Linked DNA regions of Rattus norvegicus: region 1 is linked to region 2. Evidence: chromatin contacts called from public Hi-C data. All regions are on one chromosome and are shown on one strand. Each heading gives the region's core, a stretch centred on a gene start, on an enhancer-like site or on the middle of the called end of the contact. The rest is flanking DNA. Distances are from core to core; before and after follow the strand shown. Region 1 has its middle 62 kb from the start of Ano5. Region 2 has its middle 85 kb from the start of Trnaa-agc61.

Region 1 (7,927 bases), core at 803-3,302, 100 kb after region 2:
CACCCATGAGATTTACTATCTGGTCACCTAAACCAGATCCATGTGAAGACAATAGCTGACATGCCAGTGTGCACATGGGAAACTTCACAAGGTCCCAGCCCCAGGTGCTGAGCTATAACCAGTTAATTATGTTTGAGGGAGGGAGAATGAGTCTTCTCCAGTAACAAGCTCTCTGATAGGTTATCCAATCCCTCTAAACGATATGTACAATGCAAATAACACTAAATGAATGCAGACTGTCTTCTGTCTCCTACATGTTCATGTAAAGAGGTTTTCTACCTCTGATCTAGGCTGAAGTATTACCTCCTAGAAATGATAAATTTAAGGACCTTATAGAAAGTATAAAGGTATTCTGTCATATCACTGTTGCTATTCTTTCTGTTTCTGCATCCTGAGAATCTCTCCATCCCTCTCCCTCTACTTTTCTCTCCTGTATATCATCCTCAACTGGAAAGATTGTGTGTGTGTGTGTGTGTGTGTGTGTGTGTGTGTGTGTGTCTGTGTGTGTGCACGTGCGCGCGCACACACATGTGGATATAATTTTAGTTTCACTTATTATCATTTTGATGGCACAATAGTCAGATTGTCACAGTTGCCTGTACCATATTTCTTAAAGGAGCAATTCTAATTTCAGTCAGAGGGTCGTCAGCCTTCTATCTTATAGTAGGACACTAAGTCCTGACTTTGTGTGGCCCTTAGCCACTCCTTCTATTTTCCTTTGTCAGACATTATTCCTGGGTCAGAGCTTCGCCTGTGTCCTGGCAGCAATTCTGCTTGCAAAAGTACAGTGCCATGAACCCGCACTCTTACCCCAACCCCCATGCACCTTTACTTTCCTCTCTTTTATTCTCAAGGGCCTCTAGTCTTTGCTCACTAAGCCTACTTGTGTCAATAGAAAAGAGGAGGATAACAAATGTGTTTGTGCATACATTGTTGAGACTCATTATTTGACTGTACCAAGCTTCATAACCACACGGTTTTAAAGGAGGGAAAATGCACTCAGCACACAGTTTCATGGAGAAAAGGCAGATCCCATCTGTCCTTTGTTGGACAAAGGTTAAATGACCAAATTGACTTTTCTTTTCCACCACAGTGCTTTGTATTCAGTGGCTTTTCCTGAATATGCAATGTTTTTCTGCGTGTGTTTCTAAGTATATGATGGCAAGGGTGAAAAAATGAACAGGATTCAACTTCTCTCCGGAGCTGAAGACCTCACAGAGTCTAATCAAGGGTCCTTCTGAAAAAAAAAGAGTTACTCCAACACACAGCTTCTATGGGGAATTCTTCAACAGCCATTTAAGGTGTACATTCTCAAAGCTAAAAGAAAAAAAAGGAACATTCTGAACTCTCATATGGCATATGACACGATAACGGAAAGCATGCTATGTGCTGATTAAGTTTTGGGGTTCATATTAAGCAACCTTCCGGATTTTATATTTGTGTCCCACCCATACATAGAATGATATTATCAGCAATTTCCACACTGGCCTTTATTTCAGTTTAGATAACCCAGGCTGTGATGATGTAACTTATTCTTTCAGTGAAATCATGGTGACAAAGGAGAAGAAAAGGAGACAGATTTGGGTTTATTGTTTATGGATCATGGAATAAATAACTCCTGCTTATTCCTAGGCTTGTTCCATTCCAATGATGCCTCCTGGATATGAGGAACTAAAAGGTAGCAAAAACAATAATGTCCTTAAAAGATTTTACCCTATGGAGTGTCTATAAACTACGAACGCATTGCTTTGCTACGCTTTCTTTGTGATATTGTGCTTCAAAATGATCTCATATAAATATGACATTATATGTAGATGATGTTTATGGGCATAGGCACTGCGCTTGTTGTATGAATTAATTTCATGTTGCACCCAAAGGACAGTTAGTACTTAAAGTACTTCACTTGAAAATCCATATTCTATAGCCTTGTAGTCCTTGACTATGCATAATATTTATCTGCCAATTAAATAAGAAAAGAAGCAAGTACATTCCAAAGTGACTGCAGCAGCAAACATTTATTCTAAATTTATTCTAGTCAAAGAAGGTCATAATATGCAAGCAGAATGCTAACTTACCCCCACTGGTGAAAGTATGCGGTGCTCAGACCTTCCTGTGGGTAAGAAAATAGTTTATAGATTCGAAAGTCTGTTAAGAACTAGAAATTGAAAGTCGGCTTAGTGCAGCTGCCTTGGGACTTCATTTCAGGACAAGTATTTTTGCACCTTCTCCTAACAAATGCTTCTGTCACTTGGTCCAGGTGGAAGGTAGCCGACAGTCCATCTAAAAGAGAACTACTCAAGCATGAGACATGAGCATTGCCTGAGGCCGCAGAGCCGCAGAGAACATGTCAAGAAGGGCAGTTTCTGGACCTGCTCAGTAACAAGCACAGAGAAATGAAAGAATGTAATGGGTGTGTTTGTTACTCTTCCATTGCAGCGATAAAATAACCAGCCAAAAGTATCTTATAGACAGAAGAATTTATCCCATCGGGTTCCAGAGGAATGACAGTTCTTCATTGTGGTATAGCACAGCAGCAAGCTGCAGACACAGTGGCAGGAGCAGGAAACTTGAAGATCACACCTTTAACTACACACACGAAGCAGAAAGAGAACTGAAAGGGACTGTTGTAAACCCCAAAGCCATTCCCCATTGATACACTTCCTCTACAGAACCTCAGTTCTCTATAACTCTCCAAACAGTGCCACCAGCTGGAGACCAAGTGTTCAAAGGTCTGAATCGATAGGTGACAGTAGGAGACCTTTCCTGTTTCATCTTACTAGTAAGGCCACGGGCAAGAAAGCTTCCTGTGTTTGTTGCTTCCAAGTTCCCTCAGTGACCACTGCCCACTGCTTAGCTTAGATTCCTTTCCAAAACAAAGTCCCTTCTAGGACCATTAACTTTCTTTAATCTGTATTGAATAACTCAGGGACCATGGGGATACAACAGACACTTTCTCCATTTGCAAAGTGTGTTATAGCTTTACAAATTATTTTTAATCCCCCCACTCACTGGAATAATTGCTCTAAAGAAGCATAAGCCTCCTGGAACAGATCAAAGGAAGCCTTCGTCTTCCAATAGAATTTGAAGTACAGTAAAGTAGAGCCTGGGAGATGGTGTTTGCCTTGCAAGCATGAGTTTGGAACCTTAAAACCCACATGAAGAGCTTGGTGTGGCAGAAGCATGAACCTATAATTCCAGGGACGGCTAGATGAGTGTTGGAGGCAGGCAGACTCCAGGAAGCCTACTTACCTGACAAGGCTCTGGGCCAATGAGAGATCCTATGTCAAAGAAAAGGTAGAAAGTATCTGAGGAATGACAAAGTTGTCCTCTGTTCTAATTGTACCTAGATAGAGACATTTGTAGACTTCTTCATAGGAAGTTACACAAACACATTCATACACATGCATATGCCCACACATCAATACACACTCAGATTTTAAGAAAAAAAAAGGGGGTCACCACATCTAGATTTATTATATCCTCTGTAATTAAAAATCTAGCACAAAGAACTAGGGATATAGCTCAGTGACAGAGGTACCAAACATGCCCAAAGCCAGGCTCGGTTCCATTACTGTAAACAACAAAAGACGAACATGAAATTGTCATGATCAATTCCATAAGAAAGAGCATATAAGGAAAGCCTTTGAGAGAAGTTGACCTTGACCACAATGATAAAAGAATTCTTATCAATACCTAGATTCTCATAAGGACCAAATAAAATGAGGGATTGCTTAAGGAAATGTTTTCTTCTTAACAGTCCTAGGAAACTTTAGCCCTTCAGCCTTTAGGCTCTAACACTGTAGACAGTGAGGATGTATACAGCAGGCGCCTGACAAATTATATTACATTGACCCTGCTTCCCTCTTAGGCACAAAGCCCCGATTTGGATCCCTAGCACTGCAAAAATGGGCGCAGTGGCACATGCCTATAATGCTAGCACTTTTGAAATGGAGGCAGGAGGATGAGAATTTCAAGGTCATCTTCGGTTCCATAGCACATTTGAGGTTAGACTGGACAATAAAGGCATTGTCTCGATTTTTAAAATATATTAATTTGTGTTGCTCTTTAGGCAAAGCACTCTCTGCATTGCTTCAACCTCTTTTATGAATGGGAGTTATCTAATTCAGAGGACACTTATTCCTTTGGCCCAACATACCAAACCAGGCTTCACTTCTCTGGTGAAGTACAACACTGTCTTACTCAGCTGCCAGGGTTGGTGGTCCCATTACATCATTTGGCTTTCTTTGCCCCTATTCATTAGTATCCACGCAATGCCATTTGCTGTGTGAGAGGATTTGCCACTCACGATGGTCAGGTCTGTTCTGTGTTAGTTAACAAGTACCCACAGTGGGCAGCTTAGCACACTGCTCAGCAGGAAATCACTTTGCAAATGATTTGTTTTATTTTAGTCTTTGTCATCCTGGGTGGCCCTGCCTTGTGCAGCAGCTCTGCCTGGAAGAAGTCAGAACCAAGCCGTGTTCCTGCCTTTCATCGCATTTGGCATGTTCTCCTTCCAGATCCTTGCAGTGGATATTGTGCAGACATTTTCCAGCAAATTTCAGAAATACTGAAGTTCTTAGAAGGCCACTCTTCATATTTGGTGTTAACAAATCTGAGGAGTAGACACAGGAGCAAATTATCTTAGGACACTCAGAGAAAAACAAGGCAGTAGATCATCCACCCTGAATCTACGTCTGTTTCAAATCCAGACCCCTGTCTACCCAAACTGCCCCAGGCTTGTTTCCTGTTCAGTCTCTGTCTGCTTTCATCTACCTTCTCCTTTATCTTGGCCTCTTTTCTCTTTCTCTCAATACACTTTCTCCACAAAATGTTCTCCAAATTCAGTTCCAATGTGTAGCAAATATTAGTTGAATGAGACGGCACTGAACAGTCAACCCTAAAGACCTGACCACTTAACTCCATCCAATTTAACCTCTAACAACTGCCCTGTGATCATGGCCTTTTCCCTAAATCACACATTAGCAGTGGCTGTGAAAAAATCATTTCATAATTAATAATGCAAAAAAGAAGACCCTTTTATTAGTCTGATAAAGTAAGTTGAAACTAATGCATTTATTTACATGTGAATTCTCAGGAACGTACATTTTGGGTTTACATTTTCTATAGAGTAAAAACACCACACACCAAAATTAATCAAACCCTACATCTATGCAACTCATTGAACTTTTATACAGTTAAAGTTGGCATTTGGAATGAACACTGTGAGGTTTCACATTAAATGTCTCATTTTCACCATCAAATGTATTTTCTTCATTGATCCACCACCAAAACTAAAACAATGAAAAAAAGAAAAACCCTCCCTGACAGACAGAAAAAGAATAAGCATTGTACCATCTCTCACAAAACATCAGGTAATATCTTTATCTGAAAGCTTGTTTAAATAATTGAATTTTAAAGTTTTCTAGTAGGAAAAAATATTATCTATTTATTCTCCAAAGTTCCTAGACTCTACAACTGAACAGGAAAAAAAACAGGATGATTTTGTAACACCTTAAATCTTCAGAAAGCCCATCTGCTTCCAAGTGACAGGACTGCTCAGGGCAGGCAGGAGGAGAACTAGATTGCTCCTTGAAAGAATAATGTGTGTGTAATTATTACTTAGCAGAGAATTTGTGTATTGCATGGTTCATTTATTATTCTCTGCTGCCACTTATAGCTAACAACAAAATAGTTGAGTTGAATGCATACAAAATTAAACAATAAAATTCTAGAATAAATGTTATTTTAATGAGGGTAAACGGTTTTTCCCTTTTTGATTACCAAATAGTTTTAAGGTTTAAGGTGAATTGCATTAAGTACCATCTCTGTTGTAATATTTAATTTGTATTGAGTGTGTAGATACCTTATGAACTTCTCAAACAAAGCACACTGTACCCAAGAAAGTCAAATAACCCATTAGGCTGCTGGTAAGGCCAGTGAAGAATGGCTCTCACAACTGTATTCCAGCGATTGAATTGTTTTACCAATATACTTGTGCTCTAACTAACTATGTGGTGTTTAAATCTTGACTAGGAAAGAGAGAGAAGTATAAATTGGAAACAATTGTCCAAATAAATTAAATTTGAAAAACAAAGATGAACACACTTTAATGCTAAGTATTCTGAATAGAGTTGTTGTCTCTTCTGGCTGTTCTCCAAGTAGTGATGCTGTTTGTGAATGTTATAGAGCCTTTATGAGGTAGAGTCTGACCCTAAGAGGTATGTCACTGGGGCCTTGCTTTGGGGGTTTATAGCCTGGCTGTTTCCTCCTCTCCTCTCCTCTCCTCTCCTCTCCTCTCCTCTCCTCTCCTCTCCTCTCCTCTCCTCTCCTCTCCTCTCCTCTCCTCTCCTCTCCTCTCCTCTCCTCTCCTCTCCTCTCTCCTCTCCTCTCCTCTCCTTCTCCTCTCCTTCTCCTCTCCTTCTCCTCTCCTCTCCTCTCCTCTCCTCTCCTCTCCTCTCCTCTCCTCTCCTTCTCCTCTCCTCTCCTCTCCTTCTCCTCTCCTCTCCTCTCCTCTCCTCTCCTCTCCTCTCCTCTCCTCTCCTCTCCTCTCCTCTCCTCTCCTCTTCTCTCTTCCCCTCCCCCTCCCTCCTCTCGTCTCTGTCGCTGTCTGTCTCTGTCTCCCTATCTCTCTGTCTCTGTCTGTCTCTCTCTCTCCCCTTCTCTCCCTCTCCCCACCCTCATATGCTTCCCCCTCCCCCTCCCTCCACCCCCTCCCTCTTCCTCTGCCCCTCTCTCCCTCTCAATCTGCTTCCTGTGTTCAGGTGAAGTGTGAACCGCTACATTCTGTGTCCACTAGTTTTGTATCGACTTAATGTAAACTAGAGCTATTTGGAAAGAAGGAACCTCAAGTGAGAAAATACCCCCCCACCCCGCCGCAGAGTGGCCTGTGGAGCACTTTCTTGACTGATGACTGAAGTGCAAGGACCCAGATGATTGTGGGTAGTGGCACCCCCAGGCAGGTGGTCCTGGGGTACATTTTAAAGGAAAGGCAAGTGGATGAAGTGGTGTAAAAATAACCAGTAAGCAACATTCCTTCATAGCTTCTACCTCGGTTCATGCTTCCAACCTCCTGCCTTGAATTTCTGCCCTGATGAGTCCCTTCAATAATGAACTGTGATGTGGAACTATAATCTGAAATAAAGCCACAAGTATATTGTCGTTACCCATATTTACTCATGAAAAAGTGAAGATGTACAAAATACCCCCAAACACTTTAGTTTTCTGCATAGATAGAATCTGAACCCAGATCAACCTGTGTTCAGTCTGTACTTGTTTATATGAAACTTGTGGTCGATTGATGAAGAATCATGAGTTTACCTACAGATCTTCCATAGATGATGGGCCCAAAATGTAAGAGCTGATAGATGGGTGAGAGTGTTGTGAGTTGCTGTCTTTTGGAAGTGGCATGGCTATTGCACTCACAAACTCACCTATACAATCTCAGGGGGTGAAATTCCCAGCGCAGATGAGGTGGATGATCTCTAAGCCCCTCCCACTTGCCAAGGAGGTTTAGACAATGGGTAGTTCCTCAGGGGAGAGAGAATGACTCTTTTTTGAGAATGTGGCCACTGTAGCTTTCTCATTTTCTAACGAATAACCTCACAATCAAGCATGTATGGCCAACGCTAACTGGATCTAGTCAATTGGTTGGAAGGGGGCATGTTGGGAGGGATCTGCAGAGAATTAGAGGTAAGGGAGCAGTAGATACCGTCATATTTCATTGTATACATGTATAAAATTCTAAGAGAAATATTTTTTAAATATACAGATGTTCAGTCAATGAAAAGTAGATTTTCACTCTTTATAATCTAATAATTAATCTGAATTCATATGCATAAATGGGTAGAAATCCCTACCCATAGATTCTGCCATTTGTAGCTCAGAGTTCAAAGATTGTGGTCCAATACTGTTTTGCCTTTTGTTGTGT
Region 2 (6,799 bases), core at 3,130-5,629:
CATCTTGGGAAGGTTTGTTTGGGCTGTAACAGAAATTAAAATGCACAGCATAACTCAACTGATGGTTGCTGAAATTTTGCTATTCATCTTAAAATTAGAATTTCAAAGAGGTTTTAAGGAGTGTGGTTGGTGGGGGGGAGAGGAAGATTGGGAGGGGGAAGGGAGGGGAAGAGGGAGAGAGAAGGGGAGGGGAGAGGGAGAAGGAGAGGGAAAAGGAGAAAGAGGAGAGGGATAGTTTGGAGCATATGCCTATATAATGATGCTCATGTAATTAGCCCTTTTGAGGCAGAAATTATCTTATTCCCTGTTCCCATGCAGGAGAATCAGTATGAACTGAGAAGAGTCAGTGAATGGCTTGCTGCTAACAGTGATGGTAATCCTGTTATATTCTCACAGGATTTAATTTATTATTTATAGAATTGAACACTTTCCTTTTTAAACTCAGTTGAATACTACAAGGTACACAGGCTTTGTTTCATTATCTTTACCAGGGAGAATCATACAGCTGACATTAATGAAAGAGAACTTGAATTGAGGTCTTTTCATAGTCATTCTTAGGGGTACATAGTCTCATAGTCATTCTGGGTACAAAAGACAGCCTCACCTCAAGTGAGTCTTGATTTAGTGGAACCCATGAAATTGATGTAAGTTGGTTTTGCCCACTGACCTGTTTCATTCACATATCCTTTCCTCCCCAAGCTATCCCCCCAAGAAATCTATGTGGGCCCATAGAACCCCTGTGAGACACATATGCCTCTGAAATATCCTCTCTTCAAAATCTATTTTCAAAAAATAAAATGAAAAGAAGAGAAAAGAAAAGAAAAGGGATCTAAGAAACACTGCTTTTACAAACTGTAGCCAAATAGTGACCCCTTTGGGAAGATCTGTTTCTAGCACAGTATAGTTCTCAGTCTGAGTCTGTCCACTGCCTTCCTGGTCCTTACATTATAGCAAGCTGGCCACAGTCTATAGAACAAGAGGCTCCAAGGAGTCCCACTATTGGCAGAAAGCTGTAAAGTAATTCCTCAACAACAAGGGTAGGATTTCAGGCGTCAGTTATCAGTAGAATGAGCTAAGGTGGATCAGGGTCAAAGGATGTCCCAGAGCCTTAGTTAGCATCTCCTGAACACTGTGACTGCACTCTGTCATGACTGATCTCTTTTATCAAGTAGGATGCTAAAACTGTACTTGCCATGTTTCTGTAAACCTGTTCACAAGTCTCTTCTTCTCCTTGCCCTGACATTTACTGCATATTTCTATACCGACCGCAATACACAAGTCTGCATACTATAATGTTTATTGAGCAAACAAGTGACAATTCTACTTGATATGGGTATAAGATCAGGGTTTGAACAGCTGAGTCTGAGCCAGTTATTCTGGATCCCATGTTATCTAGGAAAGGAAAATCCAGAAGCATTTAGCATATTCTTTTAGAAAGCACTAGCTTATCTTCCTGGAAAATATTTGATCATAACCTGTCATTCCTATCTCCAAGACCTGACTCAAAGATTAGATAGGGAAATAAAAGCCCCTTTCCCACCGAAATTTCTGGCTCTAAGCTCCAGCTGTGCTCTCACATTGATATCTTACGTTCTCCTATGCCCTGTATGAGAGTTGGTTCCAGTTAGTGATGACAATAACTGACAGCTAAGACAGTTGTGAAATGGTAACGTGTGGACCATTGAAGATGTGAGTCATAAAGCAAGACTATTTAGAAGGTCATTTTGGGGATAGAGAGATATTTTTAGCAGTTAAAATCATGCCCTGCACTGCACTTGTAGGAGATTCACATTCAGTTCCCAGCACCCATGTCTAGAATGGCACACTGCCTGTAACTCCAGAAAGTGGAATACCTTCTTCAGGTCTCTGTGAGCATGACATTCTATGAATACATACACACACACACACACACACACACACACACACACACACACACACACACACCACACACACACACGGGGCGGGGACTGGTATGTAATAATGTTTTTAAAAGGTTCTTTCATACAAAATGATTAAAAAGCAAAGGCAGTTTGCTTTTTAAAAGATCCTGTATGGTGAGAAGTGACTGCAGTGGTAAAGTTCATTTGCAAAATCTGTCTAAAATCACACTTAAAACAAGGAGAAGAGGGTTGCTGCTTTTGAAACTGAGATACACATGAAGCCCCATGTGATCAGAATAGCATCATGGTCCTGGTCCCTCAGTGTGACCAAGTATTCATGGTCCTCAAGTAACATCTGTCAAAACACACTTCAGAATTTGATTTGTGTCACCCCTTTTAAATTTTCAAAAAAAATTGGGGGTGGGATTGTTCATTTGTTTTTTGTTTTTGATTTTCTTTGGTTTTGTTTTCTTGAGACAGGGTTTCTCTGTGTAGCAGCCCTGGCTGTCCTGGAACTCACTTTGTAGACTAGACTGGCTTGGAACTCAGAGTTCTACCTGCCTCTGCCTCCTAAATCTTGGGATTAAAGTCATAAAACACCACTGTCTGGCTGGTATCACCCTTTGAAACAAGATTTGTCTTTTCTACAGAGAGATTTTCATAAACCATTCACTGGTTCTGACTCCTTGTCAATTGTTCAAAAAAGGAGTCAACACTAAACTCAAGAACACAAATAAGCCGCATGCATCATCATATTGAGAGTTTAGGAAATTATCCCTTTCTCCACCCATCTTTCTGTCCTTTGCTGTGTGGTCATCAATAGCCCATTATCTGTCACTAAGTAGTGATTAAGTGGTGTACACTTGAAATCTCAGAACGTGGGAGGAAAAGGCAAGAGGATCAAGCCACTCTGATCTACACGGCGAGTTCCAGACCAGCCAGGAACATAGAACAAGATCCCTTCTCAAAAACTCAGCCAAGATGATAAATTCAGCCAGACATATTTGTGAAACAAAAGCATGGCTACTATTATTGATCTTAGTTACTTAGCCACTTCATTTGGGGGAAGTGAAGTAAACTGAAAGACTATCCTACATCACAATTGCTATGTACTGAGATATTCTTCCACTTAATCAAGTAGGGGCCCTCTTGATCACAGTACTATTATCCTGGGCACAGACCTCAAGTACTTGAAAATAGAGCTTTCTTCCTTTTATCCTGTTAAATTAAAGGTCTTGGCTTGGTCATCTGACAAGGAGAATTTTGTCTGGTAAAAATGCAACTAATTTCTTTTCATGCCAAAGGTAAACCAAAGGGCTACTGTTTGCCCCAATGGACATTGTTTTTAGATTTAATTCAGCAATCTTATCAGGACAATTTTTCCCGGATTGTTTGTAAAAGTATTTTGAACCAGTCTTACCATTTTATGTGTTCTCTACAGAATATAATGAGACATTTGGTGTGTGCATTTGGTATCTGTGCTCTGGGCAGGCTTTTAACTTTTCAAAACTTAAACTTGAGGTATTTTAGGATTCCATCTATACTGATGGTCAAATGAGTTAACTGGGCAGAGTGACTAACCTAGGAGACTGACTTGGACACTCTAACCTCAGCCTCTCTCTGGTTGGGTTCCCAGAGGATCTCAGACAGTAACTGGACCTTGTCCACTCTTTGTTTCTGTGGATTGAATTTTCATTCTGCTGTTTGCAACTTTCACCTACATGGCTTCACATTATTCTGTTGTAATCTCTTTGTGGTGAGATTTCTTTTCTGTTTGATGAAGGGAATCCAACTGATTTCATGCTCTCTATTTCAGTATCACTTGTGAGCACAAGCAACTAAGAATCATATGCCCACCTGGGAAGAGAACACATCCTTATTATCTAGACTGGTAACTACCATGTATTGCCCTATTCTAAACTTACATGTTAAACAACCAAAGTTCCATGTGTTCATATCGTTGGTAAAAAAGACTTTCATCTACCACCCTATAAGTATAAAATGAACTCCTGTTCCAAGAAGATATTAATACATTGTGAGTCTGAAGAAGATCTGTTCTCAAGGTCTAGAAGCATAATTAAGTGCTTAGAAAACAAGTTTATGTTTTCAAAAACAGGTTTACAAAATTAGGGTGAGCCTCTCAATATATTAGAGCAGTTTGTTAATTTTTAAAAGTGATTGTGAAGCTGGGCATGCTAGCACATGTCAACAATGTGAGCTGCCCATTCTCAGAAGACAGAGACAGGTAGAGAGAGTCTAAGATTAACCTGAAAGAACTTCATATACCCTGTCTTTAAAAATAATCAAGTATAAGTACATAATGAGTACCCCATTCCACCACCCCCCACCTCATCTCAGGCCCAGGGACACCCTAACCAGCTCAGGCTTCTCCACATCTCAGAGCATTTTCCTAACCCTGGAGAGGTGTCTCAGCACTCCCTACAGCCCAGCACCCCTGCCCTGGTGGTTCTGTGGGATAAACACAGTTAAACTCCTCACATCCCATCTCTCCCCGAGAGGCTGTGCCTGGCAGTGGAGCAAACGCAGGCCTGACCCAAAAAGGAGCCACATATAAATTAATAACCTTTTCTGAACTAATACACTTACATCTCATTATCACCTCCAAAAGGGTGGAACTGGAGATTTCTACACTTGGCAAACAAGAAAGCTGGTCCTGCATGTTAAGTACCATTTGCCTGGTATCTTTATATGGTAGGCTATTACAAAATTGAAGGGAATTAATGAATAGATGAAAAATTTACCCTAAGTGTGTGGAACAGGAACATTTCTGAAATCTGAGACCAAAAATACCAGTAGTGCCAGGACATATTTTTTTTCAAAACCTCACTTGCCCTGGACTGAGGGTCATGGAAAGAAAGACCAAAGTTGGAATAGCAAGATGGGTGTTCAGTTTCAAGCAATTGCTGAGCTGTCTCGCTTGAGTGAATCATTCTGAGGGAACGTCTTATATCATGGACGCTCCACAGAGCTGTGTATTTAACTCCTGACTTGACCATCACAGGACTAGCTCGACAAGCCATGTGGAATGCTCTAGCATTGCTTGAAACACCTAGAGGACTGAAAGCTCAGATAGGTTTTTCAAAATCATCTATTCTAGATAGGCGTATATGTGAAACATACATCCCACCTATTCTGATAAACATACAGTGTTAGAATTGGGTGTTTTACTCTCCATCTGGTCATGTGGCTTCATCATATTAAAATATTTGTGACGTACGTAAAATTGTTCAGCTATAAAGAAGCACAGAACCTTGAAAGAAACTGCAACCACCGAAGATTTGCACTTTAGTTTTTAGTGCAAACTAAATACCATATACTGAGCGATTTAAGCAATTGAAATGATTACTAATGGTGCCAAGCCTCGAGGTTTGTGATCTCTTAAGCCTCATCTCAGCGTAAAGACGGACACCTTCTCACTGGGTTGTCAGAAGGTCATTGCTCCAGGTTGTATCCTCTGGCTTCTTCCTTCCTTCCTTCCTTCCTTCCTTCCTTCCTTCCTTCCTTCCTTCCTTCCTTCCTTCCTTCTTCTTCCCTCCCTCCCTCCCTCCCTCCCTCCCTCCCTCCCTCTCTTTCTTTCTTTCTTTCTTGACCAGATTTCCTCTTCCAATGAAAAACAGAAATTGAAAAGGAAAAATTGAAGCAGCGCTTTGGAGATCCCGTGGATCTGTATCTTGCTTCAACAGTGTTTGGACGGAACAGACCCGGGGACTCCCACTTTATTCACTTCCAGCCGCCTTACAAGTCTCTCCAGTCGCAGCCTCCGGGACCATCTCCTTGCCGCCTTCGGCTCCTAGGACCATCCAGCCCCGTCTTCGCGGTTAGCTCCATACTCTGGATCAGCCATGACCTCTCAGATTCTTCAGAATTATTCCACCGAAGTGGAAGCTGCGGTGAACCGCCTGGTCAACTTGCACCTGCGGGCCTCCTACACCTACCTCTCTCTGGGTTTCTTTTTCGATCCAGATGATGTGGTTTTGGAGGGCGTAGGCCACTTCTTCCACGAAAGCACACAGGCACCGAGTGTCTCCTCAAGTTGCAGAGGGGCCTAGCAATCTTTCAGGATGTGCAGAAGCCATCTGAAGATGAGTGGGGTAAAACCCTGGAGGCCATGGAAGCTGCCTTGGCCTTGGAGGAGAACCTGAACCAGGCCCTCCTGGATCAGCATGCCCTGGGCTCTGCCCGCACAGACCCTCACCTCTGTGAATTCTTGGAAAGCCATTTCCTGGATAAGGAGGAGAAGCTCATCAAGAAGCTCATCAAGAAAACTCCGTAGGGTAGCAGGGCCACAACCAGCGCAGACTGGCGTGGCCCAGGCATCTCTGGGCAAGTATCTCTTTGAGCGCCTCACTCTGAAGCACGACTAGGCCTCTGTGCCTTCCAAGGGGCTCCCTCCTCTGCTCTGCACCAGCTGCCTCAGCACCTCCACCCGAATGAACCTCTAAAGCCACTAGGCAGCTTTGTAACCGCCCTGGAGCCTCTCCCAAGTATTGGACCAAGTCAAAATAAAGCTTTTTGAAACAGAAAAAAAAAAAGGAAAGATTTTATTTTGCACAAACTTTGTTTGGTTTTTAACTCAATTCACTTTCTTAGGAGCCCCTTTCTAAACACCAAGCACTTTGCCTTTTTGGGCACTCATATTTGAAGCAATATCATATAAACTGTGAGGAAACACAACTCATTTCATTAAAACTCTAAAAGTGAACATGACAAGGAAGAGAAACAGTTTTGCCTGAATTCTGAAAACCTCTGACCATCAAAGGTGGGGACTTGTGCAGAGTTATCAGAGGAACAGAGATCTGTGATGGGTTTTGGGGTAAAGAGATCTAAAGGAGTCATCTCTTCTCCCAGGAAAAAAAAAGAAGATATCTTGGAATCAAGACTCAGGTGACATGCATGCC

The links. A called contact is a pair of places that touch in the nucleus more often than the background predicts.
Region 1: a Hi-C map of the A7r5 cell line shows a contact between it and region 2, with 2.2 times the contacts expected there. The contact joins two enhancer-like sites. A contact is called at or near these places in 2 of 12 Hi-C or Micro-C datasets (the A7r5 cell line and the Rat2 cell line).

Annotation. Positions count from the first base shown.
Region 1 is chr1:110,156,144-110,164,070 of GRCr8, forward strand. No RefSeq gene overlaps it. Among named protein-coding and RNA genes, the nearest start is that of Ano5, 62 kb to the right of the region's middle. Within about 2 kb of position 2,053, at least 2 of the 93 cell types and tissues checked have an H3K27ac peak or open chromatin away from gene starts, as enhancers often do. A contact at or near this core is called in the A7r5 cell line, where this site is marked.
Region 2 is chr1:110,054,007-110,060,805 of GRCr8, forward strand. It overlaps the pseudogene Ftl1-ps1. Among named protein-coding and RNA genes, the nearest start is that of Trnaa-agc61, 85 kb to the left of the region's middle. Within about 2 kb of position 4,380, at least 2 of the 93 cell types and tissues checked have an H3K27ac peak or open chromatin away from gene starts, as enhancers often do. A contact at or near this core is called in the A7r5 cell line, where this site is marked.